Linked DNA regions of Mus musculus: regions 2 and 3 are each linked to region 1. A link is a contact called in public HiChIP or PLAC-seq data. All regions are on one chromosome and are shown on one strand. The core of a region is the stretch at or near the end of the contact, and the rest is flanking DNA. Distances in the headings are between cores, read along the strand shown. Region 1 holds the start of Esd (esterase D/formylglutathione hydrolase). Region 2 overlaps Cog3 (component of oligomeric golgi complex 3). Region 3 overlaps Gm35517 (a long non-coding RNA gene).

Region 1 (3,550 bases), core at 612-3,111:
GGTCCTGTGAATCAACCCTGAAGATTGTGGGATTGTGTCTTCGTTTCTATAGAAAGTTTGTGAAAACTAAAACCAGAAAAAAGCTGATAAAATTTAAAAAAAAGTTTGCATCACTGTAATAATAAATGTTAAATGGCTCTAAAAACTACAGTTTATAAAATAAAAAAAAAGTTAAAGTATGAATAAGATATTTTAAAATAGGTTTAGTGTAGCTTCGTCCAGGTCACTTACATTCCCTAACTCATAGCAAAATTGACTTACTGACTTGCTTTGGACCTGTAAGCTCTAGTTACAAAAAGCATTCTTTTACTGGCATTCTATTTGTTGAAAATCTTTTATGCCATAATTTACTCTGTCTCCTTTGTGTGTAGACACACCAGTAGTTGCCATCGTGTTAAAACTGCCTACCATATTCTATACCTTGTACATGTTCACACTCCAAAGTACCATCTAGGTTGCATAAGCTGATTCTGGTATGCTCACCCAAGAATGAACTTTCTTAAGTTTCTCAGGACCTATGTTGTTTGTTAAGATACAGTTGCCTCCAGACTTAGTCAGGGCTTAGTCACAGACCTTTGACAATGGCAACACACTTTTGCTGCTTCACAATGAATAAGCATATTCTGCTGCTTTGGGGAAGGCATAAATTCACAGTCCTGACCACCATTTCTTTACTCAAAGCCTGTCCTGCCTCCCCCCCCCTCTATTTCATTCTTAGTTCCCAACTCCCCCACCCCACGCCCCTTTCCCAGTTCTTGTCACATATTTTCCCCCTAACTCATAGTCCCTAAATTTCAAACACATCTTCTGGGCTGAAAAATCTAAATCTGTCTTTTCATATTCAAATTTTAAGCATTAGTGCCAAACTGCTATGCATTTATTTCGCATCGCTATAGCAAAACCCAACACATTTAAAATTAAACTTAGATCCTTGCCTGTACAGCCTATCTTATATCTGAAATGTCTCAAAAGTTGAACTTTAAAAGTTTCGTTGCACGCGCCCTAAATCCCTGGAGAACCAGGCGTTCGAGAACAGCCTGGTATACAAAGTGAGTTCCAGGACAGTCAGAACTACAATGTCTCAAAAACAAAATAAAACAAAATCTCAGTATCATCATAGCAATTATATATAGCTAAGAGCTAATTAAAACCTTAGTCTACTTTCTTACTAGTATGTCCCACTACAAACAATACTGTTATAGAAGCCTGGGGTTTCATTCCTTTAACTTTTCAAAGAATGCCTATAGATTGCTGACCATTAGGCCTAATATGGCCTACATAAAAAATGGTGAATTTTATTAATTTTAAATAACATAAGTGCCATCTTTCTGACGACTCAACCACAAATCACCTATGGACGGCCGCCTACACCTGAATTTTTACCACTGGGCACGGCCTCGAGCGCGCTGCCCAAGACACCTCAGGGCCCTAGTGGCGTCGCCTGCAGCCCAGGCTGGGATCCCGGAGGGAAAGCGTTCCCCGGGCTCCGCGCGGGAATGCTCGGCGAAATGCCGTCCCGGCGGGCACTCCACCAACCCGAGCATCCCAGCGAGCCTGGCGCCCCAGGTCACACATTGTTTCCAGCTCCCCGAAGTTAAAGCGATTAGCAGGCCCTGCGGGACGAGGCCTGCCTTACCGCGGCGGGAAGGGTGCAGAGATCGTCACCATTCCCCGCTGCTATCACCACCGCAGGTCTAGGCGTCCGCGCACAGCCGCCCGAAAACCAGGTAGTAGAGAATGCTTGGGACTCACGACCCATTCCATCTTACCTCGGTGAGGGGCAGCTTCTAACTCGCCAGGGAAGAAGGTTGGGGCTTCCGCCCCGAGCACTGCCTCTGGCTCCGCCCACACCATATGTCCCGCCCCGGCCTCCGGGGCGGGTCCCACGTAGAGGCTCCTCCCTTTGGGCCCGTCCCCTCCTTTGGCCGCTTACTCTGGTCCCCTCTCACGGCCCCGCCCTCAAGTCCCTCCCTTTCTCTGCCCCTCTCCTCCCCAGCCCTCCCTCCTGAGCTGCTCCCATTCTGAGACACCGCCCCCAGGGCGCGCACTCTCCTAGCAGACCTGCCCTATGGATACACCCCAAGGGAGACTAGGAGTTCCCGGACCCCGACCCTCCCCTACAAGGCCATTCCCAAGAGACTTTTCGCCGGGTTCCTGTTTCCGCGGTGTGTCAGGATGAGCCAAAAGTGTGTCTGTCATGACACTGGACCTCTAGACCTCTGTAACTTGCTTCAGATGCTCCCAGAAGGCAACAAGAGAATGAGGCTCTAGTACACCAGCTGGCCTCTCCCAGTTAACTTGTGGAAAGGGCTTGTGTGGAACTCTGCAGTTGTTTGGAAACCTGAGCAGAAATTTCACATTTCCACCCTCATTCCACATCTACTCTGCACCTGCTTGATTTGGAGCTTCTAGGAGGAGGACACATTCATTAACTCTTTTCAATGTCCATTTTTTTCTCCCCTCTTCCCTCAATAAAAGTTGAACTGTGTCAGGGTTTCTGGTTAATCATTTACAGCAGTTCTCAACTTCATCCAATTTAACCAGCAAGTGTACTTTGTTCAGAAAATTAAATATTACAAGCAGTTTTTAAAACCAGTATTTAGGCTGCTAGGTTGTGGATACTATGTATAACCTGTAAGATTGTCTGGTTTAATAATCACGCAGCCTGTGCATTTGCAACAAACTGTCAGAAGGACCCAGTGCCTGCTCTGTGTGTATAGGCTCTCCATCTTAGTTTTGCTGGGGGACTTGCAAGTTATGTGGCTAGTCAGGCTAAAAAACAAGTAGGTGAGCTGAGCTCAGTGGAATATAACCTGTGTGGATGAGCTGCCACGCAGAACGTTGCTTTTCTGTGTCATGTGGCAGGCATTTGTGTACCTGTTTAATGGTTAACCAAAGAATGTTATTTTGAGAAAGCATTAAGGTAAATTCTTAAAATTATTATTATTAACAGAGTCTTAAATGTAATTCTGGCTAGCCTGGAACTTACTACGTAGACCGGCTGGTCTTGAACTCAGAAATCCCCCTACCTTTGTCTCCCGAATGCTGGGATTAAAGGTATACTCTATCACTCCCAAGCTAACTACTTTTAAATGTAATTTATTGGAAAGGTAATTTTTTTTCAAACTGAGTTTCACAACTGAAGTTATGAAAGATTACCCAAGTCTGCAAATTCTTTCTAATTGTTAAATGCTTGAACAAAGTTTAAAGGGTGTTCAATTAGTATCTTGATCTCTTTAAGGTACAAACTAACTCCAAAGAGTTCTTGTATCCATATTAGTGGTAATAATCATAATGACAGTTTCTCTCAGTCAGCATGAAATTATACTAGATCAAAACTTCTATTTTCAAGAACATTAATACTATATATTGTTATTTGGGTGTGAAAGTAAAGAAAACCGAATCTGAAAGTAATGTTGATATTTCTGATAATGAAAATGAATGAATAGTAATCACTTAAAGAAATATGTCCAAAATTACCTAGAGCAGTGGTTCTCAACTTTCCCAATACTGCAGCCATTTAATACAGCTCCTTGTATTGTGGTGACTC
Region 2 (3,550 bases), core at 424-2,923, 1.0 Mb before region 1:
GTTCATTAGTAGGTCTCTCCTGTCCCCAGCTGCTCCCTCTCCTTTCATGTCTTGTGTGTGTCTGTGTAAATCCAGCCTCCACACAGGAGAGGAGGAGTCACACAGCATTTCTCCTCTTGTTCTCTGTTTGCCTCCCATCAGATACCAGCACCTTCTCAATGACATCCACCAGTGTTACCTTGATCAGCGGGAGCTCCTTTTGGGCCCAAGTATTGCCTACACTGTCACAGAGTTAACCAGCCAGAACAACAGAGACCATTGTGCCTTGGTGAGTGCCTGCTGGTAGACTGGTCCCGTGCTTTGCTATTTGAGACACGCTGGCTCACCTTATTATCAATCAGCACTCATTTCCAAGTCTGACTGTGCTCCTGATGCTGGCAGTCGCCTCTGACCTTGTTTCTGCAGCGTGCAGCGTGGTGGGGAAAGTCAGTCCTATTAGACTCGGTGAGCTGATATTGTTCTGCTCCCAGATCAGCATTTCCCATACTGGGAATTCATCCTTCAACTTTGTAAAATAGTCTCACTTTTCTCTTTAATATGAAGATTTATAAGTACGTATTCTTTGAATGCATCTTTAAACTCATTTTTGAAAGGTGAAGTTTCAGAGTTTGTGGATTTATGTTAAAATGTAATTTTTATGTGTTACTTTTCTTTTTTTGGTTTAAGATAGGGTCTCACTATGCAACCTAGATTGGCCTTTGCTTATCAGCCTCAGCCTTTGATGGCTGGTATTACACGTATGTGCCACCAGGCCTCAGGGTAGTTTTTGATGCATAAATGGCCTTTTGTTTAGTGTGACTTTAATTCATACTTTAGAAAAACACATAAAAGTTATTTTTTAAAGTACCCCCTTTTATCTAGAAAATCATGTTTATTATCAAGAGTTTAGAAAATAAAAGTAGAAAGTAAAGTAATAAAAGTAAATAAAAGTAGTGTAAGAAATTAAAAATTAGATCCTATTTTGCAGTAATCCATTGAGAACCACCCACTTTGAATTTTCCAGAGTTGCATATGAATATATGTGTGTAATCTCTTTGCAAATAAAGTATAGTTGATTTTATAGGAGCTAGAATGTGCGTGTTTATAGGTGGAATGTGTTTGTTTATTGCAGGTTCGCAGTGGCTGTGCCTTTATGGTCCATGTCTGCCAAGATGAGCACCAACTTTACAATGAATTTTTCACAAAGCCAACATCAAAATTAGAGTAAGTGATAACATGGAATAGCTCTGTGGATAAGATTCAGTTTGCTGTTGACAATAGTAGAGCAATATATTGTAGATGTGTTATATATATTCTAATATATTTTACAGTTAACTGCAGTGTTTGAATTTTGTTGTGTTTGGAAATAGAATATTGTTGATTGTGATTTTTTTTTTATGCCTGTAGTGAAAGGCAAGCATGCTTTCATATTTTTTGTAGTATTTGGAGACATCCTGGGATGAAAACAAGAAGTCTAAGTCTAAGAACTGAGCCCTGGGATATGGAGTCTTTATCTACACCAAGAATAGTAGCTCCTTCTAGTTTGGAAATTCTGTGTGGCTAACTGATGAGCAGTACTTACAAATACACATGTGTTTTTGATAATCGTTTTTTAAAAGTGATTTTCAGGTCCATTGTTAGTCACTTGATTCTCCCGTGTTGGTTGTCTCACAAAGATCCCAAGATTATGACTCATATTGAGGAGGAGAAAAATGTATTTCCTGATTTTGTATGGTGGCTCCTCACTGAAGTACTGTATGTAAAATAGTATTGTTAGCAGTCTGAAGAACATAGATACCTAACCTTGTCTCTTCAAATGCTGAAAATTTCTCAGAATACTTGGTATGGGCCCAAAGTACTTGAGGTTTTGTTGTTTTTGGTTTTTTTTTCCTTAAACCTTTTTTTTTTCTTTATTTTGGTGGTTGTTTTTGTGAATTTCTTTTGAGACAGATTCTTCTGTGTAGTCCTATCTGTCCAGGAACTCACTCTATAGACCAGGCTGGCCTTGAATGCTCAGAGATCTGCCTGCTTTTGCCTTTCAAGTGCTAGAATTAAAGGTGTGCTCCACCATGCCTGGCTAGTGTTTTGTTTTGTTTTATAGTTTGAACGTGTGTTTGGTATGTATGGGAGTAACTGATCTGCAGTGATGTAAAGTATAAAAGGTAATAATGTGTGCTGGAATAATTTATATTTTGAAGCAATATAAAATTAGTGTTAAAATAAAAGTTGTAAACAGTTGACTTGTTGGGGGCATCTAATTTGAATGAACTGTTACATCTTAAGTGTTGATTCTGAGCTTCTAGAGCAAAAGTAGTTTACGGACTGATTCTTGTTCCTCACTCAGAGCGTGTGCCCAGTTACCATTTTCCAGTCGATAGTTATTCTTTCTGGCTAGAGGAGTTGCATATTGGAAAAAAATCCCGAACATCTAGCTATTAACAACTGCATTTTGTCCTTCCTTTCAGTGAGCTATTGGAGAAATTGTGCGTGTCGTTGTATGATGTGTTCCGGCCCTTGATCATCCATGTCATTCACTTAGAGACTTTATCGGAGCTCTGTGGGATTCTTAAAAACGAAGTGCTTGAAGACCACGTACAGCACAACGGTAAATACGCAGAAGTGATCACTTCAAAGGACTTGGTCATTGTATCTGTGGCTCAGTGAGTGTGAGAAAAAAAAATTGGACTTTTTTCTTCACAGCCTCGAATATACACTTAATGTTTTTAAGTTTTAAAAATTTCAAGTAGAAGGCTAATGTTTTGGAGTTTGGGTTGAAATCTCCCTCCTTTCCCAATAAAGGTTTGTCTCCATCTGGATCCATCTAATGGTACAAACAGATAAGGATTTAAAATCTGTCAATGAAATCAGTAATTGAAGCTGTTACTTTCCATTTTGGCTTCGGAATCCAGAGAAAACTGAATTTTGGCTTTTGTTGGGGATCTATCACACTGGAGTCAACTTACTTCCTGCTTTCGATTGAAAACAAGGGGTTATTTAGCATCCGTAGGTAGTAGCGTTCCATCATCTTCAGTCTCAGTGAAGAGCAGCTTTTCTCTCATCACCACTGCCTCCCCCGCTGTCACCTCCTGACTAGATGGCAGTAGGGAGCATGGTTTGGTCCTTGGAAGCCTCTTCTGAGATGGTCTGTGTGCCTCTTGTATCAGCGGGCGCCACGCGGCTCCTCAGAGTTACCTTTCTGTAGTAAGCTCATCCTGCCTGTGGTTTCTCCATCCCAGGGCTTCTGAATTTAGGGGGATTTTCATAGTGCTGGGAATGTTTTTCGTTACTGTGCAGTGTCTCTAGTCCCTAACCATGGAAAGAGATTTCTGATTTATGTTTTAACATCTGTGGCCCCTTAGAAAGGGAGAAACACTATATAAATTCATATTTTACTTTTTCTTTGTAAAATGTGGGATCAGTTTATTTGTAAAATGGGGGATGACAACCCAATTGATAAGTTGGCTTAGTTGTCTTGTAGTTTTGGTCTGAAGCTGTATGAATTAACTTAGCACAGTGTACTCTTAAAACCCACATTTGTTATGAATGTAAAGAATATAACTAAGTTTTCAGA
Region 3 (3,550 bases), core at 486-2,985, 710 kb after region 1:
ATCATAACATAAATCTTCTCTGGATATGTTGTTTGTGACAATTACTGTGATGTTGTATGCAAAGAGAAACAATGTACTATAGCATCAATCCCATAGAATTTTCTGTTCTAGAGAGTAAAGCTGTTTTTCTTGGAATAAATATGCCAACAAGATACAAATCGATGATGCACACTTCTGCCTAACCTCTAATCATTTTCATGGCATAGCAACTGACAATGGCTTAGCTGTGCTTTGTGCTTTGCAAGGCACCTCTGTAGTGTTCCCTAAAAGTTTTCTTCCCTCTTATGCCAGTTTAGTGGCTATAGCCTGGTCCATCTACCTAGTGCAGTGTGCCACAACCCGCCCTGTCTTCTAATGATCCAGTTCAAGGTGTCAGATAACATGATCAGCTCTGCCATGAGCAGTCTTTGGTGTGTTCTACCTCTTTGACTTGCATAGTGATTCATGGGAGATTTCTTCATAGTATGTATGTGCTAAGCATCTCCCTATACATCAGTGACATTTCATATCCACACTCCAGATGAAGGAAATAAAGAAACGGGGCAGAAATTGGAGCAGACGAGGGAAAAATTAAGAAAATGAATAGAATGACCCTGAAGCAGAAAGAATCCCTCATAAGGTCATGGAGACCTGAGTTAGGGCCTTTGTGACTCAGTGAGACAGAAGTCAAGTCATCTCTCTGTGTGTCATTACTTCTCTACTTGAGGCTTAATTGTTGAATGAAAGCCCTAGAACTGGTCGTGTTTAACAGCTCTGCTATCACTTCACATTTTAAGACAGATCTCAGGTCTCTCAGTAAGTATCTGAAAATGGGCAAATGTTGCTACTTATATTAAGGGGAGTGGGACTTATACAAACAAATGAGTAAGTGTCCAAAGTTCTCAATTGCGATATTACCCTGGAAGGGCAGACTCCCCCACCCTACCTCACACCCTACCCTCATCTCATAGCCCCCATGACACACACTCTGCTTCTTGACTTCCCCCTCTCTTTCTCCTTACATATCTTCTTTAGTGGGATGTTCCAGTGATCATATATCTTCACCATTTTAAAAGTTAGGTTGTTAGCATTAAATTGTTGAGTCTTAATCAATTCCAAGCACTGCAAAGTGAACCAAACTTTATCAGCAAATGTCAAGGACTTATTCTCAAGGGATGTTTTCTTCCTCCATCTGCATCTTGGTCTCTTTTGCTGAAAAATCAAACAAAAGACCTGTGTAAAAAGGAAGTAAGCAAGCAAGAAGAGAAACCAACAGAGAAGAAGACATACAAGGCCCCAGCCTTAGCATCCAGAAGTAGAGTGAATGAGATTTATGCGAAGTTTGCTGTAATAACCACCAAATGGCTAACTAACCCCTTACAACTGCAACATATAAACACAAAGAGGTTGTCTGGGTACCACACAGACAGACAGAATCCATAAAATCAGTTGAGAACACAGAGTGTGGTTATAGTAGTTGTTAAGAGCAGACGTGGAAGCATCCTACACCACTAGAAGGCATAACTCAAGATTCCTTTACAAAACTTTCTAGCCTCAGAGTTAGCACAGTACATAAGCCTGTCACTTTTGCCTTAAAAGAGCTGAGCCAAATAGAGTGTCACAGCTACTCTTATTTACTCTGAAATGATTGTGAATATATCTGCTGCATTTCTCGGGTGAGTGCCTCCTTTCTCCCGTCTCTGGAACAGAGAAGGGATCTGCTTCCCCCAGCTATATTTAGAAGACTGTGTCACAGACACATGAGCACTTCTGCCCTGAGTTCCTTCAGCCTGTGACTCTGTGCTCATTATGGGAGAAGACTATACTGGGACCAAGGTCCTGTCTGCTATGAGATGGGTCTTTGCACTTAACTCATAAAAAGAATCATGTGGTTACAATGCCATCAGCACTCCATTTTTCCCTAGGCATATGCCCATTATGGATGCAATCACCACTTCCCTCCATAGCTACAGCAAAAGGAAGTGAAGAATGTTGTATCCTACTGGGTTAGGGTTTTATAGCTGCCTTTGACTATGAGGCCTCATTCCCTCATGTGCAAGAGTGGCATTTCAGTCGAATCAATACCTAGTTTACTTTTTCCTGAAAGAATGAACAGACATACAAACGCCAAGGGAAAGCACACTTCTAATCAGAACCAGAGATAAGAACAAATAAGAATATTGTGTGAAAACATGATAATGAAGACACAACAACATTTCAACAAAATACACACCCTCTGAGATGTTTATAAGCATCACAGGCAATGCAATCAAGTTAAAGCCACAGCCTGACTCATTCATTCACAGCAACAACTAGGATAGTGGCTCCAACAGCAATTTAAGAAGAAATTTGAGTAAGATAGCTAGCATCCCTCGGAACACGGAAGAATACACTCGCAGAATTAGCTGCCCACAGTGTGGCCTGTCCACTTGCAACAATGGATTGCCACTCGACCTCTGTGATTGACATGATATTGGCTTTATTTATTTATTTTTGCTTGTTCTAAAGATGAATGAAGTAAATAGATGCCCAAGGAATGGGATTGAACCATGTCTTGTTAAAAAATTATGAACAGCACCAACTAATGGGATCATTTTCTCCTTCCTAGAGGATCTTCTATGTATGAGAGGATTCAATAATGGGTACTACTAAAAATGAAGTTCTCCACTGTATTGAGATAGAATGAAAAGATAAAGATAGGAGAGACAAGGGGGAGGAGAAAGGAGATGAGAATGGAATTACAGAGAACATGAAAGCCCTGAGCACCTTAATGATCTTGTTATGAGAAATGAAGATTCCCAAGAAGAGTAGGAGACTTTTAGAAGACAGGACTAAGTTGTCAGGAAAATGAAAGGATGGAAAAAGACAGGTAAGGAGAATAATAAAAAACAGAAGAGGATGGAAGAAAAAAGAAGAAAAACTCCTAAAACAGTAGACAATTAATGCAAATGTTTCTTTCAGTCCTTCTTGTACTAAAGATAAATAAATAAATGGTAGCTCCCCTGATCAGAATCCCTGGCAATCAGGAAGTCAAGAAGAGAGGCCCATGAATAGTTCTACCAATTGGACTGGCAACTTTAGCCTAGGGATATTAGTTACTAGTAAGATAGTACACTAGAGACCCAGGCAGGGTTCCCTGCACAGGCTGTAAGTTTCCTCTCAACACACACACACACACACACACACACACACACACACACACACACACACACACACACATGAGAGAGAGAGAGGTGGGGTGAGAAGACTCTCAGTAGGACATTAAAAGTGACTAAGACTCTTAAGGAGCAGGGACAACCATGTGGCCATTTTTCTATGGCTATGCCAGTATTCAATCCCAATGTGGTGTGGGTACGGTTGACCACATCAACATGAGTGACTGTAACTGATTCAAAGATGAAGGCTAGGGTCTCTGCCCTCTTACATGTAAAACCAATGGCCCCACTCAAGGTTCATGATCTCTAGGATCCAATACCAGGTCACCGAAAGCTACCACTGCCATGCCTTGCCATGTGGATCAACTAAATGCAACTGTATGAATGCACTGTGTATACGTGTTCTACTGAAAGAA

The links. HiChIP or PLAC-seq counts read pairs in DNA pulled down with a chosen protein or histone mark.
Region 2: a contact with region 1 is called in an H3K4me3 HiChIP or PLAC-seq map of bone marrow-derived macrophages, with 5 times the contacts expected there. The contact joins the enhancer-like site here to the promoter of Esd in region 1. A contact is called at or near these places in 2 of 39 promoter capture datasets (hippocampal neurons and liver), 1 of 484 Hi-C or Micro-C datasets (CD8 T cells), 1 of 115 datasets of contacts at active chromatin or transcription factors (bone marrow-derived macrophages) and 2 of 9 other capture datasets (adipose tissue and liver).
Region 3: an H3K4me3 HiChIP or PLAC-seq map of bone marrow-derived macrophages shows a contact between it and region 1, with 7 times the contacts expected there. The contact joins the enhancer-like site here to the promoter of Esd in region 1. A contact is called at or near these places in 1 of 39 promoter capture datasets (hippocampal neurons) and 2 of 115 datasets of contacts at active chromatin or transcription factors (both in bone marrow-derived macrophages).

The regions. Positions count from the first base shown.
Region 1 is chr14:74,730,608-74,734,157 of GRCm38.p6, reverse strand. Esd (esterase D/formylglutathione hydrolase) reads right to left here and starts at 1,861. Exons shown (of 9, transcript NM_016903.5): 1 at 1,770-1,861.
Region 2 is chr14:75,729,629-75,733,178 of GRCm38.p6, reverse strand. Cog3 (component of oligomeric golgi complex 3) reads left to right here. Exons shown (of 23, transcript NM_177381.3): 10 at 142-268; 11 at 1,112-1,203; 12 at 2,445-2,584. Among named protein-coding and RNA genes, the nearest start is that of Cog3, 23 kb to the left of the region's middle. Within about 2 kb of position 1,673, at least 20 of the 459 cell types and tissues checked have an H3K27ac peak or open chromatin away from gene starts, as enhancers often do. A contact at or near this core is called in bone marrow-derived macrophages, where this site is marked.
Region 3 is chr14:74,024,241-74,027,790 of GRCm38.p6, reverse strand. Gm35517 (a long non-coding RNA gene) reads right to left here. Exons shown (of 3, transcript XR_383588.2): 2 at 1,002-1,191. Among named protein-coding and RNA genes, the nearest start is that of Gm35517, 11 kb to the right of the region's middle. Within about 2 kb of position 1,735, at least 5 of the 459 cell types and tissues checked have an H3K27ac peak or open chromatin away from gene starts, as enhancers often do. A contact at or near this core is called in bone marrow-derived macrophages, where this site is marked.